2 separate regions of the Sus scrofa genome follow, and region 1 is linked to region 2. The links are chromatin contacts, called in public Hi-C maps. All regions are on one chromosome and are shown on one strand. The core of a region is the stretch at or near the end of the contact, and the rest is flanking DNA. Distances in the headings are between cores, read along the strand shown.

Evidence for each region. Hi-C and Micro-C count contacts between places; a contact is called where the count stands out from the background.
Region 1: a contact with region 2 is called in a Hi-C map of skeletal muscle, with 4 times the contacts expected there. The contact joins the promoter of COG2 here to the promoter of CAPN9 in region 2. A contact is called at or near these places in 1 of 5 promoter capture datasets (liver), 15 of 47 Hi-C or Micro-C datasets (alveolar macrophages, brain, fetal heart ventricle and 9 more) and 1 of 2 datasets of contacts at active chromatin or transcription factors (skeletal muscle).

Annotation. Positions count from the first base shown.
Region 1 is chr14:59,702,462-59,707,265 of Sscrofa11.1, reverse strand. It overlaps COG2 (conserved oligomeric Golgi complex subunit 2), which reads left to right and starts at 3,260. Exons shown (of 19, transcript XM_021073991.1): 1 at 3,260-3,470. The coding sequence starts at 3,399.
Region 2 is chr14:59,621,888-59,626,526 of Sscrofa11.1, reverse strand. It overlaps CAPN9 (calpain-9), which reads left to right and starts at 2,974. Exons shown (of 19, transcript XM_021073119.1): 1 at 2,974-3,422. The coding sequence starts at 3,210.

The sequences.
Region 1 (4,804 bases), core at 2,011-4,510, 80 kb before region 2:
CAGGCAGCACAGGCTCTCATTTTCCTTTGAAACCTAATCCCTTCAGCATCCCAAGGTTAGCACAGCTGGCTGTTCAGATTTAGGTACATCCGTTTACTAAAAGCCTGGGGACAATTTCAGAAGGGAATTACATTGAAGGAAGGAAAGAGTTCAAGTTCTAGTTCATCTTGACTTCTAGAGAAGGGAAGGTTTCCCAAGCACCTTTATCTGATCTGCCCACCACCCTCGCCCCATCTCCTGATGCCTTGCTTGGTTAGAAGTGTGGGCTTTGCAGAGTTCCCGTCGTGGCTCAGCGGTTAACGAACCCAACTAGCATCCATGAGGACACGGGTTCACTCCCTGGCCTCGCTCAATGGGTTAAGGATCTGGTGTGAGCTGTGTCTCAGTTGGGGCTCAGACCCCAAGTTGCTGTGGCTTTGGCATAGGCCTGTGGCTACAGCTCCAATTCAACCCCTAGCCTGGGAACCTCCATATGCCAACAGTACAGTCCTAAAAGACAAAAAGATCAAAAAAAAAAAAAAAAAGAGTGTTGGCTTTACAGTGCCCTGCCTGGATTTGCCCTTGTCACTGTCACCATGTGGCCTTGGGATAAATGTCACCTCTCAGAGCCAATACAGATTGGTTATTAGAACTGGTCATTTTATAGGTGTGATGATACTTTTGCAGGTGTGTAAGGAATTGTCTTTTTTTTTCTCTCTCTCTTTTTCTGTGACCTGTAAACCAAAGTCTATGGGGAGCAGGAAATGGTGTGGTGTTTGGAATTTGTCTTAAAGTATATTCCAGATTTAAAAAGCGGGTAGTGGTGCAGTGGTAAGAGAGCAAAGATGAAACAGATGATAGCTGAAGCAAGGTGATGGGTTCGTGGAAGGGGTGGAGTAATTTCTGCTCTCCAGACTTTAGTATGTGTTTGAAATTTTTCATCATAAGAGTAAACAAACCCAAAACCAATACTGAGGCTTTCATTCTCCATACTTAAAAAAAAATCACAGAATGTACTTTTCCTAACTGCTTCTCTTGGCAACTTGTCTTGATTTTTCCGGCTAGATTCCAGCTCTCACCCTATCCACCAACTTCTCTAGACTTTAGCAAGGAACATTCCCTTCGACAAGGCTTACAGGCCCAAGGCAAAGGAATATATCATTTGGGATTCTACTATACCCACATGTAACAAATATGACCAGTGTCTTGGTTGGAGTAATTTTGTGTTTTGTTTTGTTTTGTTTTGTTTTTTAGGGCCTCAGGTGCAGCATATGGAGGTTCCCAGGCTAGGGGTTGAATCAGAGCTGTAGCTGCCAGCCTACACCACAGCCACAGCAACACAGGATCTGAGCCATCTGTGACCTACACCACAGGTCATGGCAATGCCGGACCCTTGACCCACAGAGCGAGGCCAGGGATTGAACCTGCATCCTTATGGATCCAAGTTGGGTTCGTTAACCACTGAGCCACAATGGGAACTCCTTGTTTGGAGTAATTTGAATACAAGAGTTTCATCGTATGGTGGTGCCTCCCTCTGTCCCACCCTTTCAAGGACTGGCAGGGTGAAGGTTATCTCCAGAGAGAACACAGCCTGAAGAGGCAGGCTTATACCCAGGCTTTATACCCAGCGTATAAAGCAACTCGGGTGAAGTTTGTGGTTTGAGTCTTAAGAAGAAAAAAACTGAAATGAATCATCATCATTGACCATGGTTTTCACAGTTAGAGGGAGGGCCAATGGGAGAAAGAGTAAGGAAGAGAATGTCAAAATAAAATTGGGATGTATGGGGGCAGGTGGAGGAAGAAAGTCTGAGATGTTGGGGTGGGTTTGTTGACTTAAACAAATGCACAACCTGAAAGTTGAGAGTTAAGTTTATTTTTTTCTTTTTAGGGCTGCAGGTGCAGCATATGGAAGTTCCCAGGCTAGGGATCGAATCACAGCTATAGCTGCTGGCCTTGGCCACAGCCACAGCAACACTGGATCTTTAACCCACTGAGAGGGGCCAGGGATTGAAGCTTTGTCCTCATGGATACTAGTCAGGGTCATTGCCGCTGAGCCACAACAGGAACTCCTGAGAGTTAAGTTTTATTTGGGGCAAAATGAAGCCTAGGAGACAGCATCTCAGGTGGCCCTGAGAAACTGCTCTGAGGAGATGAGAGAGGAGTCGGGATATACAAGAGGTTTTTTTGCAATAAAGGACAAGTAGTTGGAACAAAAGAGGTCTGGGCTCGCTGAAATCATTCCTTGGATATGCACCTCAGCTATCAGGGCAAGTAGCCTAGGTTCTCATAGCCTGGGTTCCCTCAGGACTCCCTCTGTGGTCCATGCTTGGAGGTGGCTTCATTTGCAGATGGCCGTGACATCCATTTCAGAGAGCTCCGAAATACTGCTCCAAAGAGGCAGGGAAAATAGTATCGGGGTATCTGATAAAGGTGAGGGGGAGGTGCATGCAACCACGCACACATTTTACAGAAGTTTGCTGCTGGCGTCCTTAAGGTTACTACTAGTCAAGAGGAGCAAACATCACCATGAAGGATTTTAGTGTTTTTCTAGATAGGAGATGCAAGAATTGGGTGCATAATATCTTCTCCTAAAAATATCTGACTATCTTAAGACCTGTTCTTCCAGTTTCCTAAGAGCACAGAGTACTTCACTTCTGGTCTCCACCCTGAACTCCACCCAGGGGTGCTGCGGGTGGGCAGCTGCAGTGGCTCACAATTTAATCCATGTAGAGGCTGATGGCAAGTGCCAAACCTCAGTTCCCGGTTTGATCGCACCAACACTGGCCACAGATTCTGACATCTGCCCACTCCTGGTTTAGATGAAAAATAACCATGTGTGCAGATGTATTTGTTTAGTGACTAGGCAGGTTATGAGGAGCTCCTTTAAGAGCCTTGAAGACCCCAAGTTGCTCTTGGATTGCCCACCTGGCACTGAGCCCAAGCCTGGACCACCGGCCTGAGAACCCAGAGGCTGACATGCTCTCTCCGCGAAGCAAGATAGGGAGAAGACGCAGGAAGAACATTGCAGACAGATTTTTCCTAGCAGAAAGGGTGGCTGGGAGGGAGCCCCCCCCCCACCCACACTGCTGCTCTCTCCACACTCAATCCCGCCCCCCTGGGAGCCCTAAAGTGGCCAGAGCCAGCGTGAGCTGCAGAGACGCCCTCCTCCCGTAGGAGGGCAGCACGATCCGCAGCGCGGCTGCGGCGGCTGTCCCAGCGCCCCTCTTAGGGGCGGCGGACGGAGGCCGGCCCCCCGGTGCACTTCGCTGATTGGCTGCGGGGCGGGCGCTGCCATGTTGGCGGAAGAGGTGCCCTCTGTGCCGTGGAAACGGGTCGTGGCTGCGGCCGCCGAGTCCGTGCACGCAGCCGGCTGCTTCTCCTTGCTGGGGTGTCAGCGCTGAGAGGCGGCGACCGGCGGGATGGAGAAGAGTAGGATGAACCTGCCCAAGGGGCCGGACACACTCTGCTTCGACAAGGACGAGTTCATGAAGGTGCGCGCCCGGCCTCGCGCCCCTTCCCGCCTGCTCCCGCCCTGTCTAGGGCCGCGCCCGCGCGAGACCGGCCCTCGGCGGGACCTCGCTGCGCTTGCAGTGAGTCTCTCGGCCTCAGGTGTGGCAGGTGCAGACTGGAGAAAGCGCGTCTGCGAAGTCGCGCGTAGTGTGTGGAAAGGCCTGGAAGTTCTGGGCAAGTGGTTTTGAGCTCAGTGTGAAAGACCCTGTTATTACCCGACCCCGTTGCCATGCAGAGCGGTCTGGTTGCCAGGTCCTTGGCCAGACAAGCTTGTTGGCCAGATCCTTGCACTTAGAAGTATGTACTGTAAGTACTGACCAAGTCTGAGAATCCACGTCCCCACCCAGAGATCAGGTGGGGAAAAAAGACACTTGACGGAAATGCTTTTCATAACATTGACCTAAAGCTTCTGAGATATTTATAAGATTAGGATATTCTTACTGATTTTGTTGCATTACAACGAAGCAAACCATTCCCTTTTCCTGAAGTTGCCCTACTTGAAATTGGTCTGCAGGTAATTGTAGGATATAAACTTACGTAGATAGAATAGAAATATAAACGGAAAACATTTTGCAGATAATAAAGGGTCAGAAAGCACCGCCTTGAAAATGACCAGGATTTCAGTCAGAGCCAGGAAGGACTTTGTATACCTGTTTGGCGTATCTCTCTGGGTCAGTTCTTAAACCATTACAAAAAATATATATTTATTTTGAATTTCTAAGGATGGGGATTTTTAAAAATTTTTGAAGTTATACTTGATTTACAGTGTTCTATCAATTGCAAAGTGACCAAGTCATACATATATGTCCATTCTTTTTCTCATATTGTCTTCCATCATGTTTCATCACAAGTGAGTGGTTATCGTTCCCTGTGCTATAACAGCAGGACCTCATTGCTTATCCATTCTTTTTTTTTTTTTTTTTTTTTTTTTTTTGTCTTTTGTCTTTTTGTTGTTGTTGTTGTTGCTATTTCTTGGGCCGCTCCCGCGGCATATGGAGGTTCCCAGGCTAGGGGTTGAATCGGAGCTGTAGCCACCAGCCTACGCCAGAGCCACAGCAACGCGGGATCCGAGCCGAGTCTGCAACCTACACCACAGCTCACGGCAACGCCGGACGGTTAACCCACTGAGCAAGGGCAGGGACCGAACCCGCAACCTCATGGTTCCTAGTCGGATTCGTTCACCACTGCACCACGACGGGAACTCCCTATCCATTCTAAATGTAATAGTTTGCATCTGCTAATCCCAAACTCAGGATGGGGATTTTTGATACCACTTGGTGGTTTTGATTTCAGTGTTAAAATGTTAAAAGTTTTG
Region 2 (4,639 bases), core at 1,725-4,224:
AAGATTCAAGTTCCAGAGCAGGAATGGTTGTTTTTAATTCCTTTTTTCCTCCCACTTTCCTGTAAACTGTTTTCAAAGAAGCACATGGCAGCTCTGTTTATTAAGCTTAACGACTGTCATGACCGACAAACCAGGCTAATTTATTTTATTTTATTTTATTTTATTTTATTTTATTTTATTTTTTCTGTCTTTTGAGGGCCATGCCCATGGCATATGGAGGTTCCCAGGCTAGGGGTAAAATCAGAGCTATAGCTGCCAGCCTACGGCACAGCCATAGCAACACCAGATTTGAGCTGCATCTGCAACCTACTCCGTAGCTTATAGCAATGCCAGATCCTTAACCCACTGAGCAAGGCCAGGGATCGAACCTGCATCCTAATGGATACTAGTCAGGTTCATAACCTGCTGAGCCACAACGGGAACTCCTGAATTTGTCTTTTTTTTTTTTTTTTTTTGTCTTTTCAGGGCCACACCCGTGGCACATGGAGGCTCCCACGCTCGGGGTCTAATCAGAACTGTAGCCGCCAGCCTATGCCAGAGCCACAACAATGCCAGATCTGAGCCTCGTCTGTGAACTACACCACAGCTCATGGCAACACCGGATCCTTAACCCACTGAGTGGGACCAGGGATCGAACCTGCAACCTTATGTTTCCTAGTCGGATTCATTTCCACTGCGCCATGACGGGAATTCCCTGAATTTGTCTTTTAATATCAGGAAAAGCATTTCCTACTAGAGCAGAAGAAATTAGGGAGCTTCCTCTGCTCCAGAATTCCAGGTTAAATGCAGAGAGCCTTTGAAAAGTTGGCACAAAACGTCCAACAAAGGCTTTTAGATGATCTCCTTTCTTTTTTTTTTAAATTTTTTATTTTTATTTTTTTATAATTTATTTTTTTCCCACTGTACAGCAAGGGGATCAAGTTTTCCTTACATGTATACATTTTCCCCCCACCCTTTGTTCTGTTGCAACATGAGTATCTAGACATAGTTCTCAATGCTACTCAGCAGGATCTCCTTGTAAATCTATTCTAAATTGTGTCTGATAACCCCAAGCTCCCGATCCCTCCCACTCCCTCCCTCTCCCATCAGGCAGCCACAAGTCTGTTTTCCAAGTCCATGATTTTCTTTTCTTTGGAGATGTTCATTTGTGCTGGATATTAGATTCCAGTTATAAGTGATATCATATGGTATTTGTCTTTGTCTTTCCTTTCTGAGTGCAAAATTTCAATCTTTGACCATTAACTTCCCCGGGGGAGAAATGCCTCTGAATTTGCTCCTACTAACCTGATTAGCTTCCAGTAGAGCCCCCTCCTGGTCACTGGCAGGTGGGCCTGGGAGAGGGTGTGGCCATCAAATTCCTGGAGGGCTTAGCTCTCCAGGATGCTCAGTACAGGATGGTTGTGGGCAGGAAGAATGCCCCTCGAGAGCCAGTCATTGGCTCTGTGCATGGGGTTAAGAACAGCTGCTAATCTTTCCAATTCCTCCTCTCTTGTGAAGGTAAGAGCGTTTTATAATTTCAAGGTCAGCTGCTATCCCATGAACATGAATTCTCTGGGGTGAAGAACACTGGACAGGAGTGTCTGAGGCTGGCAGGGTCTGATTACAGAGCTCTGGAGAGGAGACAGTCAGAGGGACAGCAGGAGGCACCTCCCTGCCCTTCTAGGCTACTCTGCTAAATTCATTCCCTCCTGCTCGGAGCCGGAGGTCAGGGCTGATGCCCTCTGTAAGTTTTCTAGAGAGAAGGGGGTTAAAACTGGCAGCTGGAAGCTGGCCTCTTAGGCTCTAAGGGAACTGGCTGAAGATTTTGAGATGGGGGTCGGGGGGAGGTTTAAACTAGAGGCCCAGAGATGCAGAAGGTCTCCTGGAGGGTCAGGGAGTTGGGGACAGACGGGAGTAGGAGGGAGAATTGGCTTTTTTTTTTTTTTTTTTTTTTGCTTTTTAGAGCATATGGGGGCTCCCAGGCTAGGGGTCAAATTGGAGCTACAGCTGCCAGCCTACACCACAGCCACAACAACGCAGGACCCGATCCATATCTGCGAGCTACACTGCAGCTCACGGTAATGCCAGATCCTTAACCCACTGAGCGTGGCCAGGGATTGAACCTGCAACCACATGGTTCCTAGTTGGATTTGTTTCCACTGCACCACGACGGAAACTCCAAATATTTGGCTTTTAATTTTTGTTCCAAGTTCAACTTTTGTACTTCCTTTTTATCAAAGGATTCCCTGAGGCTAGATGTTATATTTTGGGTTTTCTTTTCACTTGGATCCTCCCAAAATACTGACAGAGCAGCTGCTTAGTGTCAACAAAAAAATTAGTTGATCTAAGAAAGAAATGGAAAATTTGATTGGAGCCAAATTTGAGGATTATAACCTGGAAAGAGCATCTCAGAAAGCCCGAAGAACTATTTCATCCCTAGAAGTCCAGGCACAGCCATAGAAATTTTGTTTTTGTTTTTGTTTTTCCACACCTGCAGCATGCAGAAGTTCCCAGGCCAGGGATCAAACACTTTCCCTAGCAGTGACCACACCAGATCCTTAACTGCTAGGCTACCAGGGAGCTCCCCATCTGTTTTCACAAGTAGCATCTGACTGGCACACAGCCACACTTTTTCCTTCCCGAAGCATAGTGGCTGCCTTCATTCTACAAGCCGTAGCTAAATAGTTGCAACACGGACTGCAGGGCCCCCCAAGCTGGGAAGATTGACTTTCTGGTTCTTGACAGAAAGAATTTGCCAACCCTGACCTAAATCAGAGAGGCTGTGAGAAAGCTGTCCAGGCAACATGTACTACTGCCATTCACTCAGCTCCCTTCAGACTACAGAACTCCACAAGTCTCTGGCTTAAGAGGTGACTCAAGGTCACCCTCTCCCCACAGCACAGCCAGCGCTGCCTGCCACCTCGTGGACCAATCTGGCATCTCACTCTCTTGCCCATAAAGCCACCCTGTCTCACGGGGTCTCCCCGTGCATTAAGCCAAGGTGCTGCCTCCGCCCAGAACTGGCCCAGGCTTGGAGCTCCATCCACGCCCACAGGTGCCCCCAGGAGGGCAGAGGCCCTCTTACCATTTGCCATTAGGGCGTGCCCCATTTCTGTCTATCAGGGAGGTTCCCAGGAAAGCAGGTGGAGGCCAAGGGCCACTCAGCCCATTGCCCTGCGCTGGCTCTTTTTGACCAGCACCCACACTCTTCCTCCCACCCTCTGCTGGCCATGCCTCACCTCTACCGGGCCCCCGGGCCTCAGGAGCCCCCCACCCCCAAGGATGCCCGCATCACCCACTCCTCTGGCCAGAGCTTCGAGGAGCTGAGGCGGGCGTGCCTGCAGAAGGGCGTCCTGTTTGAGGACACAGACTTCCCAGCTGATAGCTCGTCTCTCTTCTACAGCGAGAGGCCCCAGATCCCTTTCGTTTGGAAACGGCCAGGGGTGAGTGAGACCCAGAGCGGTGGGGGCAGCGGATGAGGGTGGGGTGCGGCTCTGTGGCCCGGGGTGTGGGGGACTGGGAAGGGGGAGCTGTGCACAAACTGGACTAAGTGCACCTGCCAAGTCCACCGCCAATGGGCTGTGCCATTTGATGCTCAGGGACACAGGATGCTCTGGGTGGTACCCAGGTATCTGGCTGCTCCCCCAGGTCCATGGTCCCCCCTGCCACCTGAAGCCCAGGACCCAGGGTCAGAGAGGGTCTCACCAGCAAGTGGTAAGCGGGGTGGGGAGGATGGGAGGGTCAAAGCTCTATCCAGAGGTGTCAGGTGACACATCCCACCAGATCCCAAGGGCAAAAGGCAGAAATGGGTGGTGGACAGTCCCCCCAAATCCCTTGTGCCAATGCTGAGACGCTGCACACCAGGTGCTCAAGGGCTTCTGGCCGGAGCCCAGGGTGCTCAGCCTGTACAGAAGCTCGCTCAGCAAGCGCTCAGGATGTGTGTGATGCACAGGGGGCACGAGAAGCAGGCGTTCTCTCCCCAGACCATGTATCCCCTGACCAGGCAGTGATGGTCTCAGGCAGCACCAGCTGGTGTGATAAGGAGTCAATATTTGTCATGCTGGATTAGTCAAACCTTGACCTCTGACCTGGTGCCGGCTGGCTCTCCTCCCCTGGGGTGGGTCCAGGTCTGGGAGCGGCTCCCATGGGCCAGGCAGGGGGGGACTGGACCTAAAGGGGAGAGCCTGTGTGTTTGTGCCACCTGCCACTAATGTGCCTGTGACTGTGCTCTCATCACTGAAGTTACCAGGCCCCAGTCCCCTCACCATAAGGTGGTAATAGTAATGGCCAGTGTAGGACAGTCATCTAGCAGGCAGAAGGTACTGGGCAGGGGGCAGCTGTTAGCCTTACTGCTGTCCTGGCTGCAGCAGCATCACCAGCAGCTCTGGATCTCCTCTCACTGTGAGAGGCACCTCTCCATCTCCCCACGTTAAATAATGCCCATGTTTTAAAAGCATAATATCTAGGAGTTCCTGTCATGGTGCAGTGGTTAACGAATCTGACTAGGAACCATGAGGTTGTGGGTTTGATCCCTGGCCTTGCTCAGTGGGTTAGGGATCTGGAGTTGCCATGAGCTGTGGTGTGGGTTGCAGACGCGGCGTGGATCCTGCGTTGCTGTGGCTCTGGCTTAGGCTGGCGGCTACAGCTCCGATTAGACCCC